3 separate regions of the Sus scrofa genome follow, and regions 1 and 2 are each linked to region 3. The links are chromatin contacts, called in public HiChIP or PLAC-seq maps. All regions are on one chromosome and are shown on one strand. The core of a region is the stretch at or near the end of the contact, and the rest is flanking DNA. Distances in the headings are between cores, read along the strand shown.

The links. HiChIP or PLAC-seq counts read pairs in DNA pulled down with a chosen protein or histone mark.
Region 1: an H3K27ac HiChIP or PLAC-seq map of alveolar macrophages shows a contact between it and region 3, with 6 times the contacts expected there. The contact joins the enhancer-like site here to the promoter of GPATCH3 in region 3. A contact is called at or near these places in 3 of 5 promoter capture datasets (fetal liver, fetal skeletal muscle and liver), 11 of 47 Hi-C or Micro-C datasets (adipocytes, adipose tissue, blood and 5 more) and 1 of 2 datasets of contacts at active chromatin or transcription factors (alveolar macrophages).
Region 2: a contact with region 3 is called in an H3K27ac HiChIP or PLAC-seq map of alveolar macrophages. The contact joins the enhancer-like site here to the promoter of GPATCH3 in region 3. A contact is called at or near these places in 1 of 5 promoter capture datasets (fetal liver), 6 of 47 Hi-C or Micro-C datasets (alveolar macrophages, embryonic fibroblasts, mesenteric adipose tissue and 2 more) and 2 of 2 datasets of contacts at active chromatin or transcription factors (alveolar macrophages and skeletal muscle).

What each region holds. Positions count from the first base shown.
Region 1 is chr6:83,950,735-83,955,002 of Sscrofa11.1, forward strand. No RefSeq gene overlaps it. Among named protein-coding and RNA genes, the nearest start is that of RPS6KA1, 48 kb to the left of the region's middle. Within about 2 kb of position 1,762, at least 25 of the 83 cell types and tissues checked have an H3K27ac peak or open chromatin away from gene starts, as enhancers often do. A contact at or near this core is called in alveolar macrophages, liver and retroperitoneal adipose tissue, where this site is marked.
Region 2 is chr6:83,882,477-83,886,949 of Sscrofa11.1, forward strand. No RefSeq gene overlaps it. Among named protein-coding and RNA genes, the nearest start is that of RPS6KA1, 20 kb to the right of the region's middle. Within about 2 kb of position 2,450, at least 74 of the 83 cell types and tissues checked have an H3K27ac peak or open chromatin away from gene starts, as enhancers often do. A contact at or near this core is called in alveolar macrophages, embryonic fibroblasts, fetal liver and 4 more, where this site is marked.
Region 3 is chr6:84,216,260-84,220,761 of Sscrofa11.1, forward strand. It overlaps GPATCH3 (GPN-loop GTPase 2), which reads right to left and starts at 2,451. Exons shown (of 11, transcript XM_003127719.5): 1 at 1,985-2,451; 2 at 1-361. The coding sequence starts at 2,420.

The DNA of each region.
Region 1 (4,268 bases), core at 512-3,011, 270 kb before region 3:
ACTCAGGCAGTATGTGGAAGTTCTTGGGCCAGGGATCCAACCTATGCCATACAGAGGCAACCAGAGCCACATCAGTGAGAACACAACAGCCTCAACCCCCTAGGCCATCAGGGAACTCTCTCACACGTAAGAAAGTTGAAGCTAGGAGTTAAAAGATTTGCCCAAAGCTGTGGGATGGAAATCCTGTGAAATCAGATTGTTACGATCATTATACAACTACAGATGTGATTGAATAAATAAATAAATAAAATAATTTAAAAAAAAAGATTTGCCCAAGGACACAGCTCTGTGGCAGAACAGAACTCAAGGCGAAGTCTGGGTGGTTCTGAAACTCACTCTTAACAGCTCTCTGCTTCCAGGATGCCCAAGATCTCCTTCCATGCTCCTTAGGCCTGTCTGGTTGCCCCTCTTCCCCTCAGCCAGCCATGTGGTCAGAAAGGGTCCTATAATATTGGGGGCTGGTTTCAATCAAGGGATGTAGTTGTTAGAAAGTTATATTTCCCGGCTGGCAAACAGCAGAGAACAAGTTGGGGAATTTGGGGAGTTTCCTATGGAGTCTCAGAAGGTAGTGAGTTCCCCATCGCCTGACCTGCGTGTGCAGAGAACTAATGAGACTTGACAAGATCTTAGAGGAGATGCCTGATCCCCATAGGAGACTGTTTAGATGATTTTACACACCCCCTCTGAGTCTCCAGTTCTCAATTTTTCTTGCATTTTACCCACTTCACGTTTTGTGTTTTTCATGATTATTTCTGAAAAGGCACCCTCAGAGGAAAGGCTGGTTTCCCACAAATGTGAAGCATCCAAACATTGGTACTTTGGTTAACACATGGATTTAATCCTTGATTTGGCCTTTCATTTAGTGGCTATGACAGCAGGCATGATTTATTGAGTTCTTGCTTTATACTGAGCACAATAAACGTCACCCCTAATACTCACAGCGATCTCATAAGGCGATTTGCTCATTTCCATCTCAGAACAAGGAAACTGAAGCTAAGAAAGGAAACTTGCCCCCAGGCCCCCAGCAAGGTTTCCAGCCCAGGTCTGTTTGGTCCCAAAGCTGATACCATGCCACCTTTCTGCATGGGCTAAATTTCATCCCACAGTGACTCACAAAATCTCACAGTCAAAAGGGCTCTGAAGGCCCAGACCCAGTCTCCACCCACAACAGGAATCTCCCACAGAGGATTATCCAGGTTCTGTTTAAAACCACCAGCGACTGCGGTGACCCCACCACATCACAGGGCAGTTCCCCACGCGGCCGGAAAGTTCCTCCACTTTGAACTGAGGTCTTCTGAGTAGCTTCCATTTCTCGGGGAGGGGGGGGGTTCCCACTAACTCCAAGGACTCGAGGGAGAGATGACTCAGCAGTAGCAAGAGGGAAACTAAATGACACTCCCACCCCCAGCCCCACCCCCCGTGAAGGCAGCAGCAAACCCAGGCAAAGTGTCCACACTAAGACTGTGCTGTCAAGAAAGACGTGAAGGTGAGCAGGAGGGTGTCTCAGGCCATCCCCGTCCCCAGGACTGTGCAGTGGGTCCCCCCTCCTCCTGGCCTACTTATCCTTGAAGGCAGGAGGGGTGGTGGGAACAGAGCCCTGCTGGACTTGAAGTCAAACAGACCTGCAATCACACCTCTGCCCCAACATTGACCTGTTCTTGGGGAAATCATTTCACTGCTCTGAGGTTTCCCCACCTGCCAAACAGGGCTGTTGTGAGCGTTAAGAGAGAGGGTGTGTCTACAGAGCCACTGGTTACAAGCAAACGGCAACCTACTAGCAAACGGCAACTAGGAAGCCATCTACAGCTGTGGTTAAGCGCAGACTCTTGGGTCAGGGCTGTCCTGGTTTTTTTGTTTTTTGTTCTTTTTTTTCTTGAAATATAAGCATTTCTGGGTTAGAATCCAACTTTGCTTGGATTCTAACCCAGAATCCAAGGGTGACCTCGCGCAAGTCATTTAACCTTTCTGCCTTGATTTCCCCATCTTTAAAATGGGAATTAGTGATAGCATCTACTCTTTGGTGAAGACTAAACTAAGTACTGCTTCAGAAGCTCATGGCACAGGCCTGACACATAGGACATGCTTACCACGTGTTGGCTGCTACCCACTCCCTCCTCCCAGAGCACAGCCTCCAACTTCTCCGTTCTCCCCCTCCCTCTCTCTCTTTTCCCCTCCCTATTTCAGGCAGAGAGAACCAAGTTCAGAGCAGGGATACAGGTCAATTCATCTGAGCATCTTTTTCCCATGGGGAGAGAAGGAGCTGTCTCATAAGGACCTTCTCTCTCTTTTCCTCTCCTACCCCAGAGCTTCTCTCTGAGTTAGAACTCCTGTTTATGACTCAATCTGAAACTTCTTTTTATAAGTAATTTCCTCTGTTTCTCTTCCCTTCTTCCGCTCCACACCCACCCCTCGGGCTGTGGGCTGAACTGAGAACTCGAGGAGCAGATGACGCATGCTTGAGCTGGCCTGAGGCCTGCACCTGGGACGGGCCTAGAGTCACTCACCCATTACAGAATCTTCTTACCTGTGTGATCTTGGTCAAGTCACTTGGCCTCACTGAACTACAGTTTCCTCATCTACAAACGATCCTCAGATGGTTATAAAAGTAAAGGCACTAGGAGTTCCTTGGTGGTTAAGAATCTGCCATTGTCCCTGCTGTGACTCTGCTGTGGAGCAGGTTCTGATCCCTGGCCTGGGAATTTTTGCATGCCGTAGGTGTTGTCAAAAAAAAAAAAAAAAAAAAAAAAGAAGAGGCTTTCCCGTTGTGGCTCAGTGGTTAACGAATCCGACTAGGAACCATGAGGTTGCAGGTTCGATCCCTCGCCTCGATTAGTGGGTTAAGGATCCAGTGTTGCCGTGAACTGTGGTGTAGGTTGCAGACGCAGCTGGGATCCCGAGTTGCTGTGGCTCTGGCATAGGCCAGTGGCTACAGCTCTGATTCAACCCCTAGCCTGGGAACCTCCATATGCTGCGGGAGTGGCCCTAGAAATAGCAAAAAAGACAAAAAAAAAAAAAGGAAAAGAAAAGAAATAAAGGCTCTGGCAGAGACAAATGGTAGCTGTGTTGCAGGAATGCTTAACAGAAACTTCAGAGCTGAAGGAGACCCAGAACCCGGGATTTTAACCTGGGTTCATGGGCTTGCCAGGGATGTGGAAATTACATGTAAAATGGTGTATAAATGTAATTTTCTGGGAGGAGAATGTCCAGGGTTTTCATCAGATTCTCAGAGGGGTCTGCTGACAACCCTAAAATATTAAGAACCATTGTGTCCAGGGGAGCAGGAAACTAGACTCTTTTTTTTCTTTTTTGGCCGCACCCGTGGTACATGGACGTTCCCAGGCCAGGGATCAAATCCAAGGTGCAACTGCCACCTATGCCACAGCTGCAGCAACACTGGATCCATAACGTACTGCACCAGGAACTCCTAGATTTCTTCAACAAGTATGTAAAACAGCCTTCCTGTGCCCACCCTGGGCAGCAGGAAACACATATGTTCCGTGCCCTGGAGGTGCAAAGACAGGGCTCCTTGCCCCTCTGGAAAATTGCACTTCAGAGAGGAGAAGTGATTTAGCCGAAGACACAGACTTCTGAGATTGGAAGGAAGCCTACTGCTGGGAGTGCAACCCCAAATTTCTGACTGCAAAGCTGGCCGCTTTATCTCAATGAAGGAGAACCCACTCTGTGGCTTGCCCACGTTCCCTCTGGTGAGCCAAGACCAGCAGGACTGGCATTCCCTAAGAAAGGCTGTAAGAAGCGGTCACAGGGGGTGAGCTGGATTTGCGCTGTGGGCACACCTCCTGGGGGTGCCAGGGAACGGCCTGCCGGCAGCACATCCTTAACTATGAGCAGCCCTGTCCTGAACTGATGCAGGGAGGGGGTTTCCCTCCCTAAACGCCAACACAGGTCGACAGACCAGGAAGGAATGCCATGCACATATTTCTATCAACTACGTTGAACTTAATCCACAGACAATAAAACGCAGAGATTTGGAGCGTACAATGGGATGAGTTTTGACAAACGTGTGCACCTGTGAAACCCACACCACTCTCAAAATACAGAACCTTTTCGTGACCAAGAGAATTCCCTCCTGTCCCCTCTCCATCTCTCCCAAGGTCAGAGGCAGCTGCTGTTCTGATTTTTGTCCCCATAACTTGGCGTTCCCTGTTCTAGAACTTGCATCAGTGGAATCATACACAGTGGGCTCTTTTGTGTCTGACTTGGTTCAACATGATGTCTGGGAAGATTCATCGATGTCGTTGCCTGTGTCA
Region 2 (4,473 bases), core at 1,200-3,699, 330 kb before region 3:
GCCTTGCTCAGTGAGTAAAGGATCTGGAGCTGTGGTGTGGGTCACAGACGCGACTTGGATCTGACATTGCTGTGGCTGTGGTGCAGGCCAGTGGCTACAGGTCTGATTAGACCCCTAGCCTGGGAATCTCCATATGCCGAGGGAGTGGTTCAAGAAAAGGCAAAAAGACACGCCCCCCCCCCAAAAAAAGATCAAATATAAAGTTTGGACTTTGGGTGCTAATGATATATCCAAACAAATGCACCACTCTGGTGTGTGATGTTGACAAGCTGTATGCTGGACCAGGAGGCATATGGAAATGCTGCATCTTTGCTCAATTTTGCTGTGAACTTAAAAAAAAAAATGCTCTTTAATGCCACTGGTACGGCCCTAGAAAAGACAAAAAACAAACAAACAAAAAAAAACTTCTTTAAAAAAAGTCTATCAAGGAGTTCCAGTTGTGTCTCAGCAGGTTAAGAACCCGACCAGTACCCATGAGGATGAAGATTTGATCCCTGGCCTCACTCAGTGGGTTAAGGATCCTGCATTGCTGAAAGCTGCAGCGTAGGTCATAGATGTGGCTCGCATCTGGTGTTGCTGTGGCAATAGGCTGGCAGCTGCAGCTTAGATTCCACCCCTAGCCTGGGAAATTCCATATGCCACAGGTGTGGTCCTAAAAAAATAAATAAATAAATAGTCTACTAAAAAAAAAAAAAAAAAAAAAGCTAAGTCTTATCAATTCCATCCTTAGAGCTGTGTGATTTTGGGAAAGTTACTTAACCCACTGAAACTAAATTTCCTCATCTGCTGGATAGGAGTGATAGTGCTTTACCCTTAGTGAACTGCAAGTTCCCAGGCCAGGGATGGAACCCACAACACAGCAGCGACACAGGCTGCTGCAGTGACAACGCCAGATACTTAACCCACTGCACCACAAGGGAACTCCAAAAGTTACGTTATTTTCATGAGAATGGAGAACTATGAACATGAGAGGGCTTTCCCTACTTAATTATTCATCTTTATTAATCTCTCACATAGTAGATGCTTAGGAAAAGCTGGTTGATTGTTGGAGGACTTGCTGCCTTTGAGAGGGATCATTTTCATCCACAACTTGTATTCAGTAAGCAGGATGCTGGCGGATGCTGGGTGTCCACAAGAGTCCCAGACAGCTGAGCAGGATTGACAGCGACTGGATGAAGGCCTGGTGACCACTCCAACGCCACCACGGCAACCTCAATCCCATTCCTGGAACCTAACTTGGGAGGAAGAGAGCCTCTAAAGCCGGTATCCCCGAGGGATAGATAGCTGCCAGGACCTGGTCCCACGCCCCAGCCCTGTGGAGTCTCCAGGTGCCAGACAGGCGCTGCTCCTTGCGGCCACACGGTGGCAGTTTAGAGCCAAGCTCCGCGCCCTACCTAGGAGGTGCTACGGAGGCAGAGCCCCAACACCACACTCTTGCCAGGACTAGTCACGGCATTCAGGCAGAGAGAGCCATTGGACCTAATTTCACCACAGTCCCTCTGGCTGGACCCTCGATTCCCGATCCTAGGCCGGGGACTTACAGCTCACTTGACTAGTCCTCCGCCCCCCAATTGCTCCCGGGACCACCCCGCCCCGCCGCATGTCCCGCGCAGCACACCTGGCGGGTACTGGGACAGCCCTTGCTCAGATTCAGGCTCCGAGCCCTCCCGACCCAGACCGAGCGTCTAGTCCCACTCCCAAGAGTGCCCGCCGGGAGGGAAGGAGGTGGGCGTGGGCTCGATCTCTGTGGTCCTCGCTGCCCCGACGTCCGGCCTTCTCCAACCCTCTGCTTCCGCTTCCGGGCCTGCATCGCTTCTGAACTTCTCAGAACGCCGCGAACCCCCCCTCCCAATCCTTCAAAGGCAGATCCCAGGGGTTGATAGTAAGGCCAGGGACTGACTTCCAAGGGGTCACCTTGGGAGCTCTGAGAGGCTATCGGTCCCGCGCGGGCACGTGCCAGGGTGGGGCTTTAGGGCGGGGCCTAGGACGGGCGGAGTCTCCGGGCTTCGGTTCCCGCGGGCCAAGGAGGTACCCGAGGCGCGCGCGGGGTGCCGGGAGCACGAACTATGCGGAAATGGGGCGGGGTGGGGGAGGCTCAGAACAAGGAGTTTGGGGGCGCACCGGCGGTGGTTTGAGCGAGCGCGGGGCCAACTAGTGTTGGGAGATGAATGGGCTGGTCCTGGAGTTGGGCGGGGATTTGGGGCCTAAAAGCGAGAAGGGCCCAAGGGGGGAGGGGAGGAGGAGGCGGCAGGAACCCCGCCCACTTTCTGGGCTGGGTTCTTGGAACTGGCCAGGAAATCTTGGGACTCAATCTGGGGGCTAGATCTGTAGGCGATGGTTTTTATAGAGACGGCTGATGGGGGGCCCCCAGCCGGTTGTTATAGAGATAGCCATGGCACTCGTTTCCCCCACCTTCCAGGAACTGCTCACTTGTCCCCCAAGTGGTTGGGGGCTCAGCAGCTCCCTCCACTCGCTGCGGGGCGGCCCCACCCGGAGAACCTCAGCAAAGCCCTGCAGTGCCTGCAGAGCCCGCCCTCATCTTCAGTTTTAACAAGACTGGGGGAGAGAGGTGGTTTGGGGGCCTCAGGCCACAAACATCTAGAAAGAGCTCCAGGCCCGAGGGCCTTTTACCCCCTGCCCCTTACTTGGCTCCTGCAAACCTTACTCTACTTGCAGAGGTATTGGAAGTGTCCCCATGCATAGAAAAGAGGAGCAATTTGAACTGCCTCCTTTCCGTTGTAGTCTGCAAAAGAGTACCTAGGCACAGGAGGGCAGCCCAAACCGCTGAAGACAGGGTGCCCAGTTAGCCCTTCCTGCCCACCGGAGTAGTTGGTAGGAGCTCAAACGGTTTAACATAGGACTGAGGTTCACAGAATCAGAGTCCTTTGCTTTCTGATGCTGTTATGCCGTGGGCCCGGGAAACAAATGGGAACCACCCCACCCCACCCTCGCCACCGCTTTTCCCCTCTTCAGTGTTTTTCTTTTCTTTCTTTCCTCTTCAGTGTTTTTCTTTTCTTTCTTTCTTTCTTTCTTTCTTTCTTTCTTTCTTTCTTTCTTTCTTTCTTTCCTTTCTTTCTTCCTTTCTTCCTTTCTTTCTTCCTTTCTTTCTTCCTTTCTTCCTTCCTTTCTGCCTTTCTTCCTTTCTTCCTTCCTTTCTTTCTTCCTTCCTTTCTTCCTTTCTTCCTTCCTTTCTTTCCTTTCTTTCTTCCTTTCTTCCTTCCTTTCTTCCTTCCTTTCTTCCTTTCTTTCTTCCTTTCTTCCTTCCTTTCTTCCTTTCTTTCTTCCTTTCTTTCTTCCTTTCTTTCTTTCTTTCTTCCTTTCTTTCTTTCTTCCTTCCTTTCTTCCTTTCTTCCTTTCTTCCTTTCTTCCTTCCTTCCTTCCTTCCTTTCTTCCTTTCTTCCTTTCTTCCTTTCTTCCTTCCTTCCTTCCTTCCTTTCCTTTCCTTTCCTTTCCTTTCCTTTCCTTTCCTTTCTTTCCTTTCTTTCCTTTCTTCTCGGCCCCAACTGTGGCATATGGAGGTTCCCAGGCTAGGGGGTCAAATCGGAGTTGTAGCTGCCGGCCTACAGCACAGCCACAGCAACGCGGGGTCCATTCAGTGTTGTTTTTCTTTATGTGAAAGTAATTCATCTATCTCATTTATGTTCTTTTTGGGGGGGGGGTCACACCTACGACATGTGGAAGTTCCCTGGCCAGGGATTGAACCTCCACCACAGCAGCAACACAAGCCTTTGCAGTGACAACGCTGGGTACTTCATCAGCTGAAGCAACATGGGAACGCCTCATGTGTCTTATTTTTTTTAAATGTAAAACTTACAAAATTATGGATTTGGAGTTCTCGTCGTGGCTCAGTGGTTAAGGAACGTGACTATCCATGAGGAAGGGGTTCGATCCCTGGCCTTGCTCAGTGTGTTAAGGATCTGGCGTTGCCACTGACTGTGGTAGAGTTCAAGGATGTGGTGGACCCATAGCCTGGGAACTTCCATATTTGCGGGTGTGGCCCTAAAAAGACAAAAAAAAAAAAAGTATATATATATATATATATAGAGAGAGAGAGAGAGAGATTTGAAAGTTGAAAAACATTCACCTTCACCATTGAGATAGCTGTGGTTTTTCTCATTTATTTGTAACACTTACATATATAAGAATATATACATATATGTGTGTATGTATATATATGGGTCACACTACACATACTGTCTTGCAACTTGCTATATACTGTGGACATTTTTTTGGATTCCTCATTTTTAAAGAGTCCATGATATTCCAGAACATGGGTACCACATAATCCATTTAGTATTTTACTGATGAACATTTAATTTTACGCTTATGTTTATAACGATCTTTATGTTGTTTTTATTTTAAATTACAAATAGGTGCTTATTGTAAAAAATTTTTAAATAAAATATTGATAGGAGTTCCCGTCGTGGCTCACCAGAAACGAATCTGACTAGCATCCGTGAGGATGCAGCATCA
Region 3 (4,502 bases), core at 1,201-3,700:
CTGGCTAGTACATCTGCCAGGCAGGTTCCCTGGGGTATTTCCTCACCCTTGGCTGTGTATACAAGCTCTTCCTGCTCCACAGTCTCTGAGTCCTCATACTTGAAAGGCACATTGCCGTAGCGCCGGGAGGAACCTGTCTTGGGGAACTGGAGCTGCAGCTGGGTGATGATCCGAGGGGGTAGGCGGCAGGCCCGGATCAACTCCAAAAAGACCTGAAGGGGAGTCCCCACATTCCCTCTGGGCATCAGCACTGGTGGGTTCAACTCTGGCAGTTGTCTCAGGTCGGCCAGTGTGAAGGCTTCACTTGTAGCCTTCCGACTCTGCAGTTCTTTCCGGGTCTTGAAGGGAAAGGAGTCCAGACCTTGGGAAGCAGGAGGAAGAATGGCTCTTAAAACCTAGAGGTCTCCAGCAACACTTGAGCCAGAAATCAGTCAAGGTTTAAATCCTTTAGCCTAATGCTGTTCTCCCCTTCAGACTTTTCCGGAATCCCATCCTCTGTTCCCTGACCAGAACCACCTAGTAATTTCATGCCATTTCTCATCACCTCGGCCGAGCTCACAAGTTTCTTTCAGATCTGGTTCCAGTTTTTTCTGCCTCCGGGCAGCATATGGAATTCCCAGGCCAGGGATAGGATCCAAGCCACAGTTGCAACCTACACTGCAGCTGTGACAATGCAGGATCCTTAACCCAATGCGCCAGGCCAGGGATAGAACCTGTGTCCTGGTGCTGGTCCTGTCAAGTTGCATCACAGCAGGAACTCCTCAATCATGCCAAACAATTTAACCTGCCCTGGACGTTTCATGGGCTTTCACATCTCTGTCTGTGTCTTTGCAAATGCCATTTACTTTGAACACCATTCTTCCCCACGAACTCCTGTTTATCTTTCAAGAACCAGAAGAAAAGTCACATTTCCTGATTCCCTCTAGGAAATCGGTTTCTCCCTCCTCTATCATCTCACAGCAGTTGGTGATAGAGCACAGGTTCTGGAGTAAAATGCCTGATTAGTATTGTGACTCTGTCACCTTGGGCAAGTAACATAACTTCTGTATCCTTCAGTTTCCTTATAAAATGGATAACAGTCACTCCCAACTTATAGGATTGTTGTAAGGAGTCAATTAGAAAATGCAAGGCCTAGGAGTTCTCATTGTGGCGCAGTGGAAATGAATCCGACTAGGAACCATGAGGTTGTGGGTTCAATCTGTGACTTTGCTTAGTGGGTTAAGGATCTGGTGTAGGCACAGATGCGGCTCAGATCTGGCATTGTTGTGGCTGTGGCCGGCAGCTGTAGCTCCGATTAGACCCCTAGCCTGGAAGCCTCCATATGTCGTGGGTGCAGCCCTAAAAAGCAAAAAAAAAAAAAAAAAGGGAAGAAAGAAAATGCAAGGCTTAGAACAGTGCCTAGTACATGCACGGGAATAGTTAACAGGACGGCATCTCTTTGACAACTACCATTTTTACAAATCTATCTTTCTCTCTGGATTCTAAGCACAAATTATTACCAACTCTTCTCTTCATACCAACTAGAGTCACAGTAGGTCTAGTAGTATTGGCTAGATTTGTTGAATGAATGAATGAGAGGATTCTGCACTGTTTTCTGTTTCCCTATCAAACTGATTTCCCATGAAAGTGAGAGCTATCCAGAGAAAAGCGTTTGTCTCTTCATGCGCATTTTGCCAAGAGAAGACTGGTGGGGAGCAACAGAGTGCTACAAGAACAATATCCGATTTCCTTTTCCTCCTTCTGTATCAGTGCAAGATCAAAAGGGTCTCAGAAAGGACTTAATAAATTGGAAAAGATCATCAGAATAAGACTCTTTCCGTCTCCCCCACCCCCAAGTTTTACTAACGTGAAGTTGAGCCTGAAGCTTTGTCTAGAAATGATCTAAACTCCTGAAGAGCCCTAACGAGAGACTTGACTTATTCTCATCACTCAAGCCTCTGTCCCAGTGCCTGCAAGCCCAATCTATTATCTGTCCCATCCGTACCTGATGTCTCAGTAGGTAGTCGAAGTCTGCGGATGACACAACAACCAGGTAACCAAGTCCCCTGAGAATCCAGCCACCGGCGGCCGGAGTACATGCGGAGAAACCTCTGGGCTTGAGCTTCCCCCCGTATGGAGACCACGCAGCAGCAGGTGTGGGGCTGGGCGGGAGCAGAGTCCTGAGTGGAGAGAGCACGGGCATCTTTGACTGAAGTCTGGGCGAGACCCTGGCCGAGAGGAGTTAGGGCAGAATCCGGAGGAGCCCGGGAAGGGGCCCTCTCCGGCCGATGCCGGTAGTGGAAACAAATGAAGCCACAGCCGCGTTCTTCCCGGAACTGGCTAAAGTAATTCCGTAGCTGGGCTGAACGCAACGCCGAAGGGATACCACTCACTATCAGATAAACTGCTGCCTCTTCTTCCGCCTCGCTGGACACTGCCATCTTAGATGTCACATGATCGGCTGGAACCAATTCTCGCGAGAGCATCGCGAGCTGCGCTGAGGCGTCGCAATGCTGCGTAACCTGTGATTAGTCCGCGGGGGTGGTGAGTGTGGGACTAAGGTTGGGAAAGTACTGGACGCTTTCCACAGACAAGCCGGGGATGATGGATAAAACTCACCCGAGAAAGGAGGTTACAACGCTCTTTCATAAGGCTCTAATGATCAAATTAGAAGCCTGAGGGAGGGACAGTGTTTAGGGTTTTTAGCTGCTAGGGATCCCCCAAACCCAATCTCAGTTCTTTATCACTTTAGAGCCTTTCAGTCGTTAAAACATTTTTCTTCCAGACTGTATTGATGAACTCCCAACAATCAGTAAGGAAAAAATTACCCAGTTGAAAAGTGGGCCGAAGACACCTTCACAGAAGAGAAACACATCCCATTAACAATGGAAGATGCACAGTCTCAATCCTTCGGGAAATGTAACGAGACCCACTTCTCAGCCACCAGATTGGTAAACATTTTTAAATCCTCAAATCCTTTTTTTTTTAATAATTTTTGGTCCCTCTGCAGCATATGGAGTGCCCTGGCCAGGGATCGTATCACAGCCGTAGTTGCAACCTAAGCTTCATTAGTGGCAACCTGGATCCTTAACCCACTGTGGTGGCAGGGGCTCGAACCTGCGTCCCAGCACTCCGAGGACAGCGGGAACTCCCTCAAATCCTTTTTTAAATCCTGATGATGTAAAGCAACTGGAGCCTCCATATGCTGTTGGAAGTGTAAACCGGTACCACCACTTTGGAAAACACTTTGACATTACCCTGTAAAAGTGAAACTACATACCTTTTGACCCAGCAATTCCACTTCTATTTACATACTTTGAAGAAATTCTTGCATATCAGGAGATATACTGACAATACTGAGTCTTGCTCAAGCCTTGTGATCCTAGAAAGCAGCAAAAGTTAAGAAACCCCTCCCACCCGTTTGTGTTCCAGAACATAATTTACTGCAAAGAAACAAAAAAAAAACCCTTTTCAATACCTTCCCTCTCCCTATTGCAATATTTCCTTTCCTCCCTTGTAATAATAATTTCAAAAAACGTCTCTCCTTGTTAAGTACAGATTTGTTCTTTTTTTTTTTTTTTTTTTTGTCTCTTTAGGGCAGCACCCTCAACATACAGAGGTTCCCGGGCTAGGGGTCTAATTGGAGCCGCAGCTGCTGGCCTATGCCAGATCCGAGCTGTGTCTGCGACCTACACTACAGCTCACGGCAACGCTGGACCCTTAACCCACTGAGCAAGGCCAGGGATCAAACCCACAACCTCATGGTTCCTAGTCGGATTTGCTAACCACTGAGCCACAATGGGAACTCCCAGATTTGTTCTTTATTTGGCATATATATGAATATTTATAGCTGCAGGGTTTGAGAGCAAAACCTGGCATTCAGGACTACTCAGTTCAGGTATATGATGTTGACTGAAGATAAGCCAGTCAGAAAACACAGAGTATTCCACTTTATATAAAGCTCAAAAAATACAGATCAAAAAACATTTTTCGAGGATACACAAGTAAGTATACTTTAGCATCATAAAAGTAATGATTACCCCCAAATTTAGGGTAATTATGACCTTTGTGTGGAGGTGATAGATTTAGAAAGAGACTTCAGGAGTTCCCCTTGTGGCTCAGTAGGTTAAGAACCTGATGAGTACCCAGAGGATGTGGGTTTGATCCCTGGCCTCACTCAGGGGGTTAAGGATCCGGCATTTGCCACAAGCTTCGGCCTAGGTCATCACAGATGTGGCTCAAATCTGGCAGATTGCGTGGCTGAGGCATAGGCTGTCAGCTGCAGCGCCAATTCAGACCCTAGACTGGGAACTTCCGTGTGCTGCAGGTGCCACCATAAAGAGAAAAAAAAAAAGAGAGAGAGACTTCAGAAGTTGATGGTGATAATGATCTATGGAACAATGATGGGGGTTCATTGTATTGTTATTCTTTATTACTTTACATGTATTTTATAAATGTTTTGTTTTACTGAATATTTAATTAAAAATCTTAAAAGGGAAGGAGTTCCTGTCGTGGCACAGTGG